Regions from separate parts of the Anser cygnoides genome. Here region 1 is linked to region 2. The links are chromatin contacts, called in public Hi-C maps. All regions are on one chromosome and are shown on one strand. The core of a region is the stretch at or near the end of the contact, and the rest is flanking DNA. Distances in the headings are between cores, read along the strand shown. Region 1 holds the start of SIK2 (salt inducible kinase 2). Region 2 overlaps ALG9 (ALG9 alpha-1,2-mannosyltransferase).

Evidence for each region. A called contact is a pair of places that touch in the nucleus more often than the background predicts.
Region 1: a Hi-C map of liver shows a contact between it and region 2, with 13 times the contacts expected there. The contact joins the promoter of SIK2 here to the enhancer-like site in region 2. A contact is called at or near these places in 4 of 7 Hi-C or Micro-C datasets (granulosa cells and liver).

Annotation. Positions count from the first base shown.
Region 1 is chr21:4,238,178-4,245,493 of Taihu_goose_T2T_genome, forward strand. It overlaps SIK2 (salt inducible kinase 2), which reads right to left and starts at 3,391. Exons shown (of 14, transcript XM_066981083.1): 1 at 3,157-3,391. The coding sequence starts at 3,327. It overlaps LOC136786719 (a long non-coding RNA gene), which reads left to right and starts at 3,531. Exons shown (of 3, transcript XR_010826143.1): 1 at 3,531-4,244; 2 at 5,131-5,361.
Region 2 is chr21:4,154,371-4,161,205 of Taihu_goose_T2T_genome, forward strand. It overlaps ALG9 (ALG9 alpha-1,2-mannosyltransferase), which reads left to right. Exons shown (of 16, transcript XM_048063246.2): 15 at 3,609-3,739. Among named protein-coding and RNA genes, the nearest start is that of ALG9, 21 kb to the left of the region's middle. Within about 2 kb of position 2,016, at least 2 of the 3 cell types and tissues checked have open chromatin away from gene starts, as enhancers often do. A contact at or near this core is called in liver, where this site is marked.

The DNA.
Region 1 (7,316 bases), core at 2,141-4,640, 85 kb after region 2:
AGGAAGTTTGTCCACGTCAGTGTAAGCTTTAGGGTTCACCCAGGTTAGAGAAATTCGGACCTGAGCTGCTAACCCAATGCATCAGAGAAGTAAATAAGAGGCATTAGAATTAGCAAGCGTCCTTCTGCAATCTGGTGCAACTCCAGTTTGCAACAGCGAAGGGTTTGGCTACCAGGGGTGCTTGAAGCGTTACCTGCTGGAGGCTGCAGCCCGGTGTACCTGCGGGGCTGCTCTGCTCTGCCTGCAAAAGCGCGTTCCTCCTGTGCCCCTTGCGACACATCCACAGAGCCCACGGCTGCAAAGAGATCTGCACCCGGAGTCTTTTTTGGCAATAGCTTCATTTTCCCACTGAATTACTCCACTAAGCCAAACCGCCGGCTGCACAGCGCAGGGAGCTGCTCCCCCTACTTTATCACTCACTTTTAGGCGTTCCTCAGCGCAGGCACTCGCACAGAAACCAGCCTCCCGTCTCCTACCAGGAGCTGGGACTTCTCAGAGACAAGTATGAATCACCCGTAACATAACAGAGAGCTGAAAGCATCACTGTGCCCCGTGAGGAACTATCAGTCGGAAGGGTTTAATTTGCATTTGAGGAGCAGCGGCCAGCGCTCTCCCGGGGGTGACAAACCCCAGGGGATGTTAGGTGCAGAGCTCTGGGGTGGGAGGGACGTGATTCTTCCACGCAGATCATTCGCAAAGACTTGCCATCATCCTTAAAGTGCATTGCTTTTTTGCTGCCTTCACCCATTCTCAACAGCAAGCAAAAGCTTCTTGCTACCATTCATATTTCACACCTCATCGTATTTCACTAGAAGCAAACATACACCTTCCTCAACTTCATGTTTCCAATCACTTTTGTTGCCTTTTCTTAGTCTCTCCTCCTTCCAAGGAAAAAAAAAATGCTTATTCGTGTACGTTTCATTAACAAAAGTTACTCTGAGATCACAGGATTTCTTGGCAACGCGATAAATAAGCATGGCAGGAAAACACGTGTCATTAACTTAAATGGCAACAAACACAAACAGGCAGCAAAGCAAAGGTCACATTCAGCCACACAGTCCCCTCCGAGGCACCCGGCATGGTCTGTCATTACGGAGGGTCACTACGAACACGTACTGAATCCCCCCCACTTTCGTCAACTTTCGCGCTTCTTTCTGTTTGACTATTTAATCTTGCAATTTCATTGTTGCATTAACGTAGGGTTCAACGTGCAGTTTCTGGGTTTGTATTCACACAAGACAGGGTAGGAGATGGTTTTTTTTGCTTCAGGCCTGGTTTCTTTTTATTTTGATCTATGTTTCGCTAACAATTTATGGTGACTATATTTACCTTTTTCAGTTCAAGTTACAATTCCATATTCTGATAAGTATATTTTCCATAAGAAGGATGGATTCTTTACATACTCCCTAAATTATGACCTTTCAAGATAGTAAGATGCCATCTTTTCTTTTAATCTGACAGTTGCTGGCTAGTCAGAATGTAAAAAAGCAAGCAAATATTATCATGTGTCAAAGCCATCTAAAACGCGGTTTCCAAGTACCTACAGTAAAAAAGGCCAAACAACAGGTTTGGGATTCGGACAGTTCAAACAGGAAGATTCAAGAGGATCTCAGAGAGTGGAAGAGCTTCTTTTAAGGACTTTCTGAGCAGGTCTCAAGAGCAGCACGCTGCAGATCTTCCTGCAGTACGGACCTGACGGTGAGTTTGTGCCAGAACCTAGCAGCTGCATATTATTCCACTGGAACTTTAACAGAAGCTGTCCTACTCTGCACACAGATGAACTGAAAAGTTCGCAACCCAAGAAACATAAACTACAGTTCAGAACAAGCCTGGAATAAGAACAGTCTTCCACCAAAAAGAGCATAAGCAGGACTTGTACTTTCCTACGCGTGCAGTCAGCTAACACTAAATTAAGTGAAGTTGGCCCAACCTTGAAGCACTTATTTGAAGTAGTTCTTGGCTAGAATTAGTTTCCCCTGACATCACCAGAAGTGATCTTGATAGGGTTCCTCTTCCTCAAAGACTGTGTGAATACTTCCAGCAACTACCTCGGCTAAGTTCCAGGCAACGTGCTTACACCTCCGGCTGCAGAAAGTCAGCGTAGCTGTACTGAGAAATGGAAGACCTGGATGCAGACCCCTAACACAGGGGAATCTGCTGTGAAAATGGTGCAGAAAAAGCTGCAGAGCAGAGCCTTGGCTCCCCAGATAAAGGAAAGCTGGATGACAAAAGTCAAGCTCGCACTGACTGGGATGCACGGGAATCTAGTGGTTTCTTAAGGTGCAGGTGGGGAAGTCACGCTGGACCGGGGAGCTGTTAATGGCCAACAAATACACGTTCTAAAATGCCAATTAAGACTCGAGATTAAAGTTTTTATGCCCATTGCGCAGTCTGCCAGGGAAACGGGAGCTGCAGAGTAAACAACCACCTACAGCCTGCAAGCGAAGCACTTCGAAGTTTGGCATGTGGCAGCCAACTCGGAGCGGAGCGCCCCAACGCCGCGAGGTCTTCGCTCAGCTCCCCGGCGATGGCGAGGAAGGATTTAAGGGAGATTGCTGCTTTGTTGGGCGAGCGGAGAAACAAGAAATTGAGTATTTGGGATGCGACGCTCGCCTGGCGCGGCACGGCGAGAACAATGTGTTTGTTTTTGTTAGAAGTCCAAACTAGGGGCGTTTTTTACTGCTGCAAGGAGCCAGCTTACCACCTAAGCGCCCGGTAACCGGATCGTTTCGAGTGTTTTCAGATTACTGACCTCAAAAAATTGGATTTGGGGGTTTTGTTTGCTCACCAACCCCTTCCCCCCCGGTGCAGGGCACTGCGGGCAGCCCTTCCCCGCAAAGCACCGGGGCCGGGGGGCGACCCCAGCCGCTGCCCCGCGTCCCCCCCCGAGCTCCGGGGGTCGCACAACGGGACCGGGGGGACCGAGCCCCCCGGGGGGCACCGAGCCGGGGGGGAACCGAGCCCCGGAGGCGGGGGGGGACCGCCCGGAGCCCCCTCCCCAGGCCGCGGGGCTGCAGGCCGCGGGGGATACGGCGGGGACCCGTCCCCGGGAGGGGGCACCGTGAGGGGACCGGGAGGGACCGTGAGCACCGGGGGGGGAGGGACCGAGGGAGACACCGTGGGGACAGCGGGGAACACCTGGGGGTCTCCGCTCACCTCGCTGCGCGTGATGCGGTGCCTCGCCAGCTTGACCACGGCGAAGTTGCCCTTGCCCAGCGTGCCCTCGATGTCGTAGAAGCCCACTCGGACGGCCCCGGCCCCGGCCCCGGCCCCGCGGGGCAGCGGCAGCAGCGCAGGGGGCGGCCGCCGGGGCTCGGCCATCACCATGCTGGGGGCGGCGGCGGCGGCTCCGGCCCGGCTCCGGCTGCGGCCCCGCGGCCCCGCCCCGCCCCTCCTGGCCCTGCCCCCCCCCGGCCCGGCCCTGCCCCTCTCGTCACGGCCCGCGTCAGCCCGGGCGCGGCGTCGCCGTGGCAACCGCGGTCAAAATGGCGGCGGGTGGGGAACTGGGGGGGGAAAAGGGGGAATGGGGGAATCTGGCGTCGCTTGGTGGCCCTCCTGCAGTGTGCTTCACCAGAGCCCTGCTGCTGTGTGCAGTCACCGTGTTGTCACCCCCCCAAATAAGCCCTGGCGGTGACTAAGCGGGGTTAGTCAGCCATCCACCCTTCTCGGTGATGGATGGGTACGTGAGCAAGCTCCCCGTAATCCTGCGTGCACGGAGCATGATGCAATCCCGAGCTGCTGCTTGTGAAACTTCCCCCCTGCTCACCTACCTGGCAACGCCTCGTGTCGGTTCCAGAAATCCCAAACACCAACCGATCAATCATTCCGGCACGAGGCAAGCGCACGATGTTAAAAGTAGCTTTTTCTTCTAAATCCCTACGTTGTGCTGCTCTGTACCAGGCGAAAAGGGGCTGACAGAAGAACAAAACGTTGCCTGGTACTCGTTCTCAGTCACATACATATCTATACAAAATTGTAGTAGTCAAAAATTAACTTTATTGCTGCCCGCTTTTATCCATGTAAAACTTCACAACATCGGTCCAGTATCAATTATAAATTATTTTTCATTTGCAATAGAAAACTTTCTTTGCAGAAACTTTCTCGTGCCGCACAGCATAATGTCATTTCTGGCCCGAAAATTCAGGTTGCAAAAGCATTTCTTCATGCCGCTGCTGGAGGAACGGCAGTCACAAAACCACTCTTTGTACAGAGCCACTGATGGCTTTTGCTGTGTTTCAAAGAAGGTAATTCAAGTGCTCATCAGAACAAAATATTTTTTTTTTTCTTGGACAAAATAAGAAGAGCACGTCCAGGCAATTTTCAACAGCCCAATGACACCAACTGCGGAGCACACTTGCCCTCTAGTGGCCGCCGCTTCTGCCACATAACACTGCAGCTATGGTGCTCTACTGAACAGATGTCAGAGATCAGAAAATTACCTTTTCCTGACCCAGGTAGCTCATTAGAACAAAAGCACTGCAGACAGCCAAGCGAAGGAACGCACACTTCTCTGCCCAGTAAGATTTTATAGTACAAGGGAAAAAAAACACGATAAAGGCTTGAGATAAATCTCCCGTGGGGATTAGGCACATAACCCAACACTATCCTTTAAAGGTAACTTTAAATTTTCTTAGCTGGTTTATCCTTAGTGTGATTTTAGGAGTGGATTTCAGCAGTGAGACTGAGAGTTTAACAGAATAGGTTTAAACAGAGAAGCAGTTTCCTTGTATATCCTGCTAAGGCTGTTTCATGGGAGATTTTCCTTTTATCAGGATTAAACGTGTAAACGCAATTCACATTCTTTCAGACCCACCTCTGGCAGGCACAGGAATGATGCCACCTAGATGCTTTTAATTTCTTGTTTTCCTTTGTGCACAAAGTTACGTGCCTAACAGAGGTTAGAGTGGCCTGTGGTATACGGAAACAAAGCCAGGTTAAGAACCAGCACTGCCATCGATACCTGAAGTGGAGGATTAGATATGTGCATTCTTACTTTCACCTAATTCCAGTTCAGTCACTGGGTGGCATCACTTCTGTCAGAGTCTGTAACCTTGGGCCACCTTTCCCATCTGCAGAATGGGGATAAGACACAATGCTGAGGGGTGCTAAAGTATTCCGTTTTCTCTCTAGGGCCAAACTGGTACAAGACATTGTTCATCAGCAATGAAAACTCCAGTGCGTTAGAATGCTGAATAACCTCCACGGTGACTCAGTGGAAAAGCCATTTCTTGGTGCTTAAAATAAGCATAAGAATGCTTCACCATCAGTAAGACATGTTCCAGGCAAACAAACTGCTGCGAGAATGTCATGTGCATGTTGAAGATTTTAAAAGAAGAGAAATCAGGGAGACAGACTTCTCGGGTAAGTTACAAGTGCTGGAGTACCCAGCAGCTGATCTTTAAAGCTTTCTTGTTTTGTATTTTAATTTTGGTGTCAATTTTCCTTGGTACCAATACCGGGTTGTGTAGGGGATTAAGCCACTGACAATAATAAGAGTTGCATTCAAGGAACTGCAGTTTATTACAAGCTGCTTCGTAACAGATTAGGGCAAAATTGTTCCAGATGGGAAAAGTAAAGCCGGCCAGAAAAGTTTATGGCACCATGTAAAGCAGAGAGGAAATTTCTCCCTACGATAACTCAAAAGCTATGCAGTTTCCAAGTACGAAAGCACAATTTCTCAAGAAGTTACTATGAATGCATTTCAAAAAGAGGCAAATATTACAGTTACCTCAATTCATCAAATTTTAGAGGCACTGGCAAGAGCTGATTTTTTGGGAATGTTAAGTTTTGCATATCTTTCACTCCCTAGCCATCTCTTTCCACAAGATCTGTTTTGTGGTACAATCTGGCCACAGTTGTGTAGAAAACAATATCCCCAGAGAAACAGCAACGGGACATGGGTATTTCAAAGAATTTCAATTACCCTCATTTCAAAAATAATTTAAATTTTGTTTCTTATCACAATAGGCTGTTCTGCACAGGAGACAGATTTTTTTTTTTTTTTTTTTTACAATGAATTCAGATAGGAGGGAAAACACTTGTACTTCTGCTTACCTTTCTAATCTCAAAATCAGACAAGATCCTTGAGGGGAGACGAGTAGTGACTGTGGTTGGACACCATGGACATGAACTTGCAGCCCAACACAATTTAAACAATAAAAACCCTCTGAAATGCAAGCTGCATGCACAAAGCAAGGAAAGGACATAAATAGCCTTACTCGGCCCCATTACTAATAAAACACTAATTTGGGTCACTTGTACATGACTTAATACCTACTTAATCTATCTCTGCAGTGAAGTAGCTGGCCTGACTTCAGAGACACTGAGCACATGCAGCTGAGTTTGCCTGACTTCGATAAGTCAGCAGCTCAAAGACTAGGGCACACACTTAGTTGCCAAAATAAGGCTTTACATGTTTACACACCTAAGCTCCAACATCTGGCTTGAGCTTTTTTCTCTCATTTCCTGTTTTTCAATGCCTAAAAGATGCTTAGAGCCTGCCAAAAGGGGGGAGGGGTGGGGAGAGACAAAACACCAAGGCTGCTGGACTAGAAGTGGATACACACTCAATTGCTTAATAAAAAACACTGGTTACTGCTTTAGAAAACCTGAAGATTGGTAGCACCCGGCAACTCCCTTCACCAGGATTTTGGTGCTCAGGAGGCATGGTTAACTGGGTATCATTTTCAAAACATTCAGAAGACTTTCTTTTTGAAGAATTACTTCTTTGTTTCAAGGCTTGATGCTGTACTGCTGCCTGCTGAAGGAGCAGCTTCAGATTGGCACACACCCCGTTACACTGCAGGTACGCAGAAAAAGTGTTGTGCACAAAACCCTTGCCTATAACATTCAGGAAGTGGGAGAAGCAGTTGTGGCAAATGACCGAAATATTTCCACGCTTGCAATACACAGCAATAGCACACAGCCCCAAAAATGTCTTCCTGAGTATTTATATTGGCAGAGCATGCTCACAGCCACGTCCTGCACTCAGTTCTGCTGTTGTTTCAGTCCCGCAAAACACTTTCTGCCAAAGCTTTTGGCACATCTTCGCTTCCTGGTGGCCTATGCAAATCGGTTTTGCTTCATTTTCCTATTTATTTATTTCCATGCAACGAAGAACAAACTTTGAATGAACTCTGTCAAGAGCTAAAATCATTTCAGATGCTTCATGGACTTGTTTGTACGCAAAACCGCGCTCTCAAAGTTGGGAATATTCACCTGCAGAGCAATAGGTGAATAGCATTTGTGTTCCTGCTTGGCATGCTTTATTTGCTTGGTCATTCTCCCTCCATTACCTGGTCTCTAATGAAAGAAAA
Region 2 (6,835 bases), core at 766-3,265:
CAATATTTTCCTTGGTGTAAGTTTCCCATGGTGTAACTTCATCTGCTGCTCAGTTGTGATGCCACGGAGCCATCTGGTATCCACTTAATTAAATTGTTTTCAGCCTTTAAATTGTAATAATAAACCCCAAAGTTGCTTCAGAAGAGTGAATGCAAGCACGTCTAAGGAAGTTTGCAGAGTGAACTGAAATGTGGGATCCTGAAAGGAAGAGTTTGAGGGAATAAGACAAAATAAGACGTGGTCATCCTGGAGAATGTTTGGTTCGTTTCAGCTGCCTGCGTTTAACGTAACGTGGGTAGCGGCGGCCTTTGATGTGCGTCTTAAGGGACCTTATCGGAGTCCTTAGTCTTCCCCTTCCACCAGCCCGTTGCTCAGACTGTTCGCAGAAGAAGTAAATCTGGAGCAGGCTGTCCTTTTACAAACGCCAGTGATGTGGTCTTGCCAGAACTTCCCCATAGCCTGAGCATTGATGATCCTGTGCCTGGGAAAAGGTGAGGTTGCAATCTACAGGCTGTGCAGAGCCCCTGCGGAAGGAACCAAGGCCCAAGAGTTTGTGTAACCCGCTGAGCAATTCTCTGTGCACTGCTGGCAGGATCCGATGGTGATGCCGTGTGATGCTGGGACCATGGAGCCCGTTGTTAGGCAATAATTGAGCACAACTGTATTTCTGTTGCTGTCTTCAGGGAAAAACAAAACACAAACAGCCTTAGAACCAGTTTACGCTAAGATGCATGATGAAAATTCGTAGCCTAGCAAAAAAATATATTTACAGGTTGCTCAGTCTCCTGAATTCTCCAGAAAATCAATGGATTGCTCAGTGAAAGGTCTCCTCGTTTATGCCTGGGGGTGGAGGAGAGGAGAGGATTTATGGGAGAGGAGGCACGTTACAAGTGTGCAGCCGTCTTCTTGTTGGTGCAGTTGGGAGTTCAAACACAGGCTTGGCAGCAGCAGGGTGTTCGGGAGGAGGCTGGCCGTACCTTTCAGTTGCTTGCCAATGTCCTTGTTGTTTGCTGATCTGATGGGACCGGGATGAGGTGGCACAGAGCTGCCTGGCACTCCGCTATCTCTGTCCCCCTGGCTGCAGGGATTGGGGGCAGCTGGAAACTGAGGTACTGCGGTTGAGAACTCGGTATTTTTCCGAAATGCCCACGTTAAGTCTTTCATCTCTCCTTTGCATTCCACGGGGATGAAACACCAGCGCAGCTAATGAGACTATTGTTAGGTTGCAATTATTTATTAATCAAAAATTGAGCTCTGTCTTCTGTTGCATGTAACCTGAGGAAAGGCTTTGGTTATGTCTTTTTCAATATCTAAACATACGTGTTCGAGTTCCTTTATGTCTGCCAAATGGAAATATCCAGTTTACTGAAGGGCACAACCAGTAATTACTAGGATGTACTGTACTTCACTGGTGCCTTTTCCCAGAAATTTCAAAACACCACTACATTTTAATGTTTGACGCTTAATAACGTACCAGTGGCAGAAGTGGGAGCTGTCAGTCCCCTTTGGCAGTTGGGAGTACTGGCGTGCTGCGAGGAGGGATCGCAGACCAAAAAAAGCATCCAAGGGTTCTCGGTGTTCTCAGTTCGCAGAAAGAAACGTTTGAGAGAGGACGTCCAGATGAATCCGATTGGAAGTGGAACGAGGGCATAAGTTGCAAGCATCGGTCCTGTTGATTTCTAGTGCCCCTGAGGTCGGCGCTGCAAGCTTTTGCCAGAAAACTCAGCCAGTGCCAGATGTGAGAATGTGCGACCCTTGGCTGACAAAACCTCCTGCCAGCAAAACAGCCGAGTGCAGGGGCAGGAGCTGGTGGAACATGCTTTTAGTGGCCAAAAGTCCCTATGCCAGGGAAAGCTCAGCCTTGCTGCTGTACCTGAGTCTCTGGAGTGCTTGCTTGCTCTCGAAAATGACTTGGGGTGTCACTTGAAGATGGCTAGGTCTTCAAGAGGGAGGATATCAGGCCTTGTTCACACACCTGTCCTGCCCTCTGGATCTTTCATGCTTAATGCAGGGGTTTCTAGACGACAGAGCTTCTTGTTGAGCTGCCTTTTGTGAAGCTTCTCTCACATCTGGTGGTTGTTAAAGGGAAATTTGTCCTGATAGGAGCTCAGCTCTGCTCTGTAGCTGAGAGTTGGTGTTCCTCTCAGCAGCTCGCGTGTATGTCTGTAGGGGAAGATGTAAGGGGTGGGGGGAACAGGGCAGGAAGAGTGGGCTGTGAGCTAGGAGGGCCATAGCCCCAAATAAACGAGCAGGGCAGCCCGCTCGTATCCAAGAGCGCTCTTCCCCTGCAGGAAGGAGCAGATTGCACAATGCGAGTCTCCTGAGGACAATGCCCACAGCCCGTTTAACTGCAAGGTCACACACAGCTCGTTGCTGTGTTGTTGCTTCCTCGACTACGTTTTCATAACTTGACCGAGCGTTACCAAACACTTCGGTCAGGGCAAAGCAGTTCCTTGCGTCACGGGCAGCTGATAAAGGCATGACTGCACTGATACCGACCGGCGAGGTCCAAGAGGTGCAGTGTGACGTTCATCTGCTGCGGGAGGCGCCGAGGGTCACTGCTGCTACAGCCCAGGTTATTCGTGCACCAAGCCCAGCAGGACTTGTGCCAGGCAACAGGCTTGCTCTGCCAGAGCTGCTGGCTTTCCACGATTCTGCTCAAGCCCTGCCAGGAGACGACAAGACGAGGACAGTGAGGGTTGTGGAGTTAACTGGCTGTGGAGCTCGCGTGATCAGTTTTTGGGTAACCCCTACTGGTTTATACATGCTCTGAGCTAAATGCTCTGGAAACGTGTGCATCTGATCGTAAAAACACTGGCTGCGTACGACCCAGGAAAGCCATGGGTTAGGGCGTTTGCAGAGGAGCGTGTTGTGTGACTCGTGTTTTGCTGCTCGCTATAGAACGTCGTTAGCGTGCTGCCTCCCAGTTCGCAGTCAGGGTAGATGTGACTAGCGGAAGACATTTCAGAGCAGGCCCACAAGAATGACCCTGTGGGTAGGAAACATGCCTATAGAAGGAAGAGTGAGTAAAAGAGGGCTGCAGAGCAGACGAGCCGTTTTCAGATAACAGAGCTCAAGTATGTAAAAAGAACTGCAAAAAAACATTCCCTTGTTCATGGTGTAAAACAAGCAGGGACAGGCAAAAACTAAGAAAAGAGAAAATTCAGTTCAGGCATCAGGAAAGCTTTCTAACAGTAAAGATAGTGAAGTCTTCTGCCTGGGGACCTTGTGGAGTCAGCATTGTAAGAAGTTTTTAAGAGCTTTTTAGAGAACCACAAGGCAAAATACCGGCAGAATTGGTTCTACTGCCTCAAATTCCCCCCCTGTGAGTTGACAGTTGTTCAGTAAGAGAGCTGGCAGTGGTACTTCCTCACGCAGGCAGCCCAGGACTTCCCTCCTGTGACCAGGGCAGCAGTGATAGCTTTTACTCCTGCATAAGGGTTTCACTTGAAAACATTACAAATATTTTACTATGTATCCTGCAAAAAGCCTTTTCCCTGTTGCTAGGAATACAAACCCCTTGTCATAGATAAGTGACAGCTTGTGTAAATAGGCACAGGCAACCAGAAGCCTACAGGAAATAAACAAGCATCTTTTTCTTTCTGCAGATTGACATTTCCAAATGCCACTACCTGGTGGACTTGGACACAGCAGCTGAAACCCCGAGGGAGCCGAGGTATTCCTTGAACAAAGAAGAGTGGGTGACCATTGCCTACAAGCCATTCCTAGATGCTTCCAGGTATGTTTGCCGTGTTTGAGAAGGAATGAGAAAGGCTGGCAGATCTGTCAACTAACGTTTTTTTTGCAATTATTTGCTTACAACTGTAGAGGAGAGACACATTGGCAAATGCCAGCGTGAAATCCCCTCTCCAGTAGAGGCAGCTTGCTGGTTACAGTGGAACCTTTGTCAAACTTGCACGCAGAGCATTAATTACCTGGGTGGCTTTAGAGTGTTAAGCAAGCTGGGAAGGGCGAGGAGCAAGGATTATTTTTAAAAGGAGTCTTCCCTATGCATTTCTTGCTGATGTAGCGGGTTTTGTTTTGCCTTTATATATAATATTATATATATATATTATATATATATAATATAATAAGGTGCAGGCCATCTCCTCCCAGCGGACCTGTGAATCTGCTGTCGTTTCAGCCAAATTCGATAGGCAGGTGTAAGAGTCTTTGAGACTGCCTTACAAGATCTGTGAAAGCTGGCAGGCAGGAGGCAGACTCAGTGAGTGAGAAGTCATTGAGGTCTTTTGACATCAGAGAACTCCTGTAAGAGCCCCCTGTCAGAATGCGGTTCTTCATTAGTTCTGCTGCTCACGGGGTAAGTCGTGCATTTGGAGAATTTCTGTGAGAAGCAGAGGTTGAAATCCCTGTCCTCCAGGCTGGCCGGGTGGAATCCAGTTTGTCCTGGATGGGGGTGTTTTTAACACATCCCTACAGAGCCAAACCCTCAGCTGTAAGGGATGTTATTCAGTCGCTTCAAGCTTGGGTCATGAAGCTGTCATAGCAGGACAGAGAGCTTGACTGGAAAAGTCTCTGTAAAAAAAGACAAACAACCCGGCAAAAATTAACACAGGGTTCAGTGCCCTCCTGTTTTCTGTGCGAGACCTTTATGACTTCCTCCTAACGGGCCCCTCCAGGGAGTGGGGGCTGGTGAAAGCAGTCGGGCAGAGAAGGAGTGATAATACGCTTTTCCCAGGGGTTGCTCTGGTGTTGCCAGCTTGCCGACACAAACAAGTTTCCTTGGCACGGTTTTCCATGAACTCTGCTTGCCCAAAGAGACCTGCTGTTGTGGTAGAGCAGGGCTTGAGGAAGGGAGAACGGGATGGCCAATGACACTTAATGAGGCAAGAGGATCGCAGAAGGCTCCTTTTGCAGAGCCTGTCCCCCTGTGTGTCTGAAGCTACATTCACTTCTGCTTCGAAGCTGTGTTCTGATGCTTCCAAAGCTGGCTTATCTTGCTGTCCTCTGCCCAACAGCTGAACCTTGATTGTTTGGACCCGATTTCAAGTCCTTTGAAGTCGGTCAGAGGCACTGAATCAGTTCCAAATGGGTCAACCATGGGAATGTAATTTGCTGGAGGGGCTTTCAGAGGTACTAGGCTGCCATGCCAGCCTGCCTGGTGAAAGCTAAGTGAATTATTCTGCTGCGGCTGAACATCTCGCAGGTTTCTGCAGGATGTCCTGCGTCTTCCGTGGCTCCTTTCCACTACTGCTCATTTTTCCTGTACTTAGCTGGTGTTTGTTAGAGAAGCAGTTGGTCTGTCTCATGGGGCGTTCTGGGTTATTGCACCACATCTCCTTCAGCTCCCACCCGTAGCCTCTGAGCTTCTGATGAAAGCTCACGATGTATAAATCATTGCTCTCTTTCTGAATCTGTTTCGTAGCCCATCAGAGGCTGTGTCCTGCTGAACACAACCCAGCGTCTTTCTGGAAGCAGCAGGACGCTGCATCTGCTGCTTTCGCTGGGAGTTGTCTGCCGTGCCACAGTAGGAACGCAGGCATTTCAAATCTTCTGCTGTCGCCAGGACTTTCTGTTCATCTCTAACTTAGCTGGGGGTGTTTCCTGTCAGGTGCTTGTGCATCTGATACCGTCTCACTCCTGACCCCTCTCCAGCCCGCAATGCTGCCCTGAGTGCCGAGAGTTACCCTAGAGAAACGCATAGCTCAGCACTGAACCGAGCCCTTGTCGCTCTTCGCTGCTGCACTGCTGTTTCCATGTGAGCTGTTCTATGAAAAAAAAATGGTTTTTTCTTCTTTTCCCTCCTCTTCTTATTAGGGAAAATGGGTAGGATTAAAGAATTCCCCTGTTTACAGCCCAGTCAGCACCTTGCCAGGCTCAAACATCTGGCTGGCTGCTCAGGAACCGTCTGAGCACAGAGGTAGGGGTGTTGCAGCCCTGTGCTTCTAGGGAGAGATGCTGTCCAAGGGCTTCCTGCTGGACTCAGGCTGGGAACTTGTTCCCAAGCTAAGCAGTAAAAATCTGTCTAATCACTTGATGTATCATTCTGGGGTTTAGACCATCTAAACGGAACCCAGGTTGCCCCAAGCTGCGTGTGTTCTGCTGGCTAAGCAGCTCGGCAAGCCTGCAGCCAACCTCTGGTGACCCGCTCGGTGTGGGGAAGTGGATGTGTGCATGTGATCCTTCGTGTCTGCTCGAGAACAGAGACGGCACGTGGCTGTCACCGCTGCAAGTAAGAGCTTGGCTCGTAGCAAAACGAGAATCTCACCGTGGGGCAGCAGCTCGGTGTGAGGAGCTGGAGACAGAGATCCTGAAACTGCTGCTGGTGGTAACAACGAGCTGAAAGAGCAGAGCAGCGGGGATGGGGAAAGGGCGGGTGCTCCCTGGGCAAGCAATCACCAGTTTAGACCGAGGAACGGGTCATCCAGGGGTGGTGGGGAGGGAAGGGCATCTCTCCGGCTGCTGCGACCTCCCAAAAAAGCTGCAGCCGCATCGCTGGGTGGCTGGAACAGACGAGGCTTTGCGGAGCAAGTTCCAAGAGGAGATGAGGCAGGTAGGTCCTGCTGGTGCCTCCTGCCGGCCTCCTCCTTTTCTGTTCTTTTGCGGCATGGCAATCCTCCGCGCTGTTCCTTATCAACACCTCGCAGCTGGAGGAGAGGGGAGCGGTGGAGGAGGCCAGGTTGCCATAGCAGCGGGTCTGATTTCCATCCCTGCTGCCAGTACCTCCCGGGCTCCCGCAGCGCAGCTCCCAGCGATGTGCTGTCTGCCTTCAGCAGGCCTCCAGCGCTCGGCAGGTGGGGCGGCTCCAGCGGCCGGGAGTGAGAAGGGCACGGGGGCTCACCCGGGGACATCGCTGCTGCGGAGGGATGAGAGA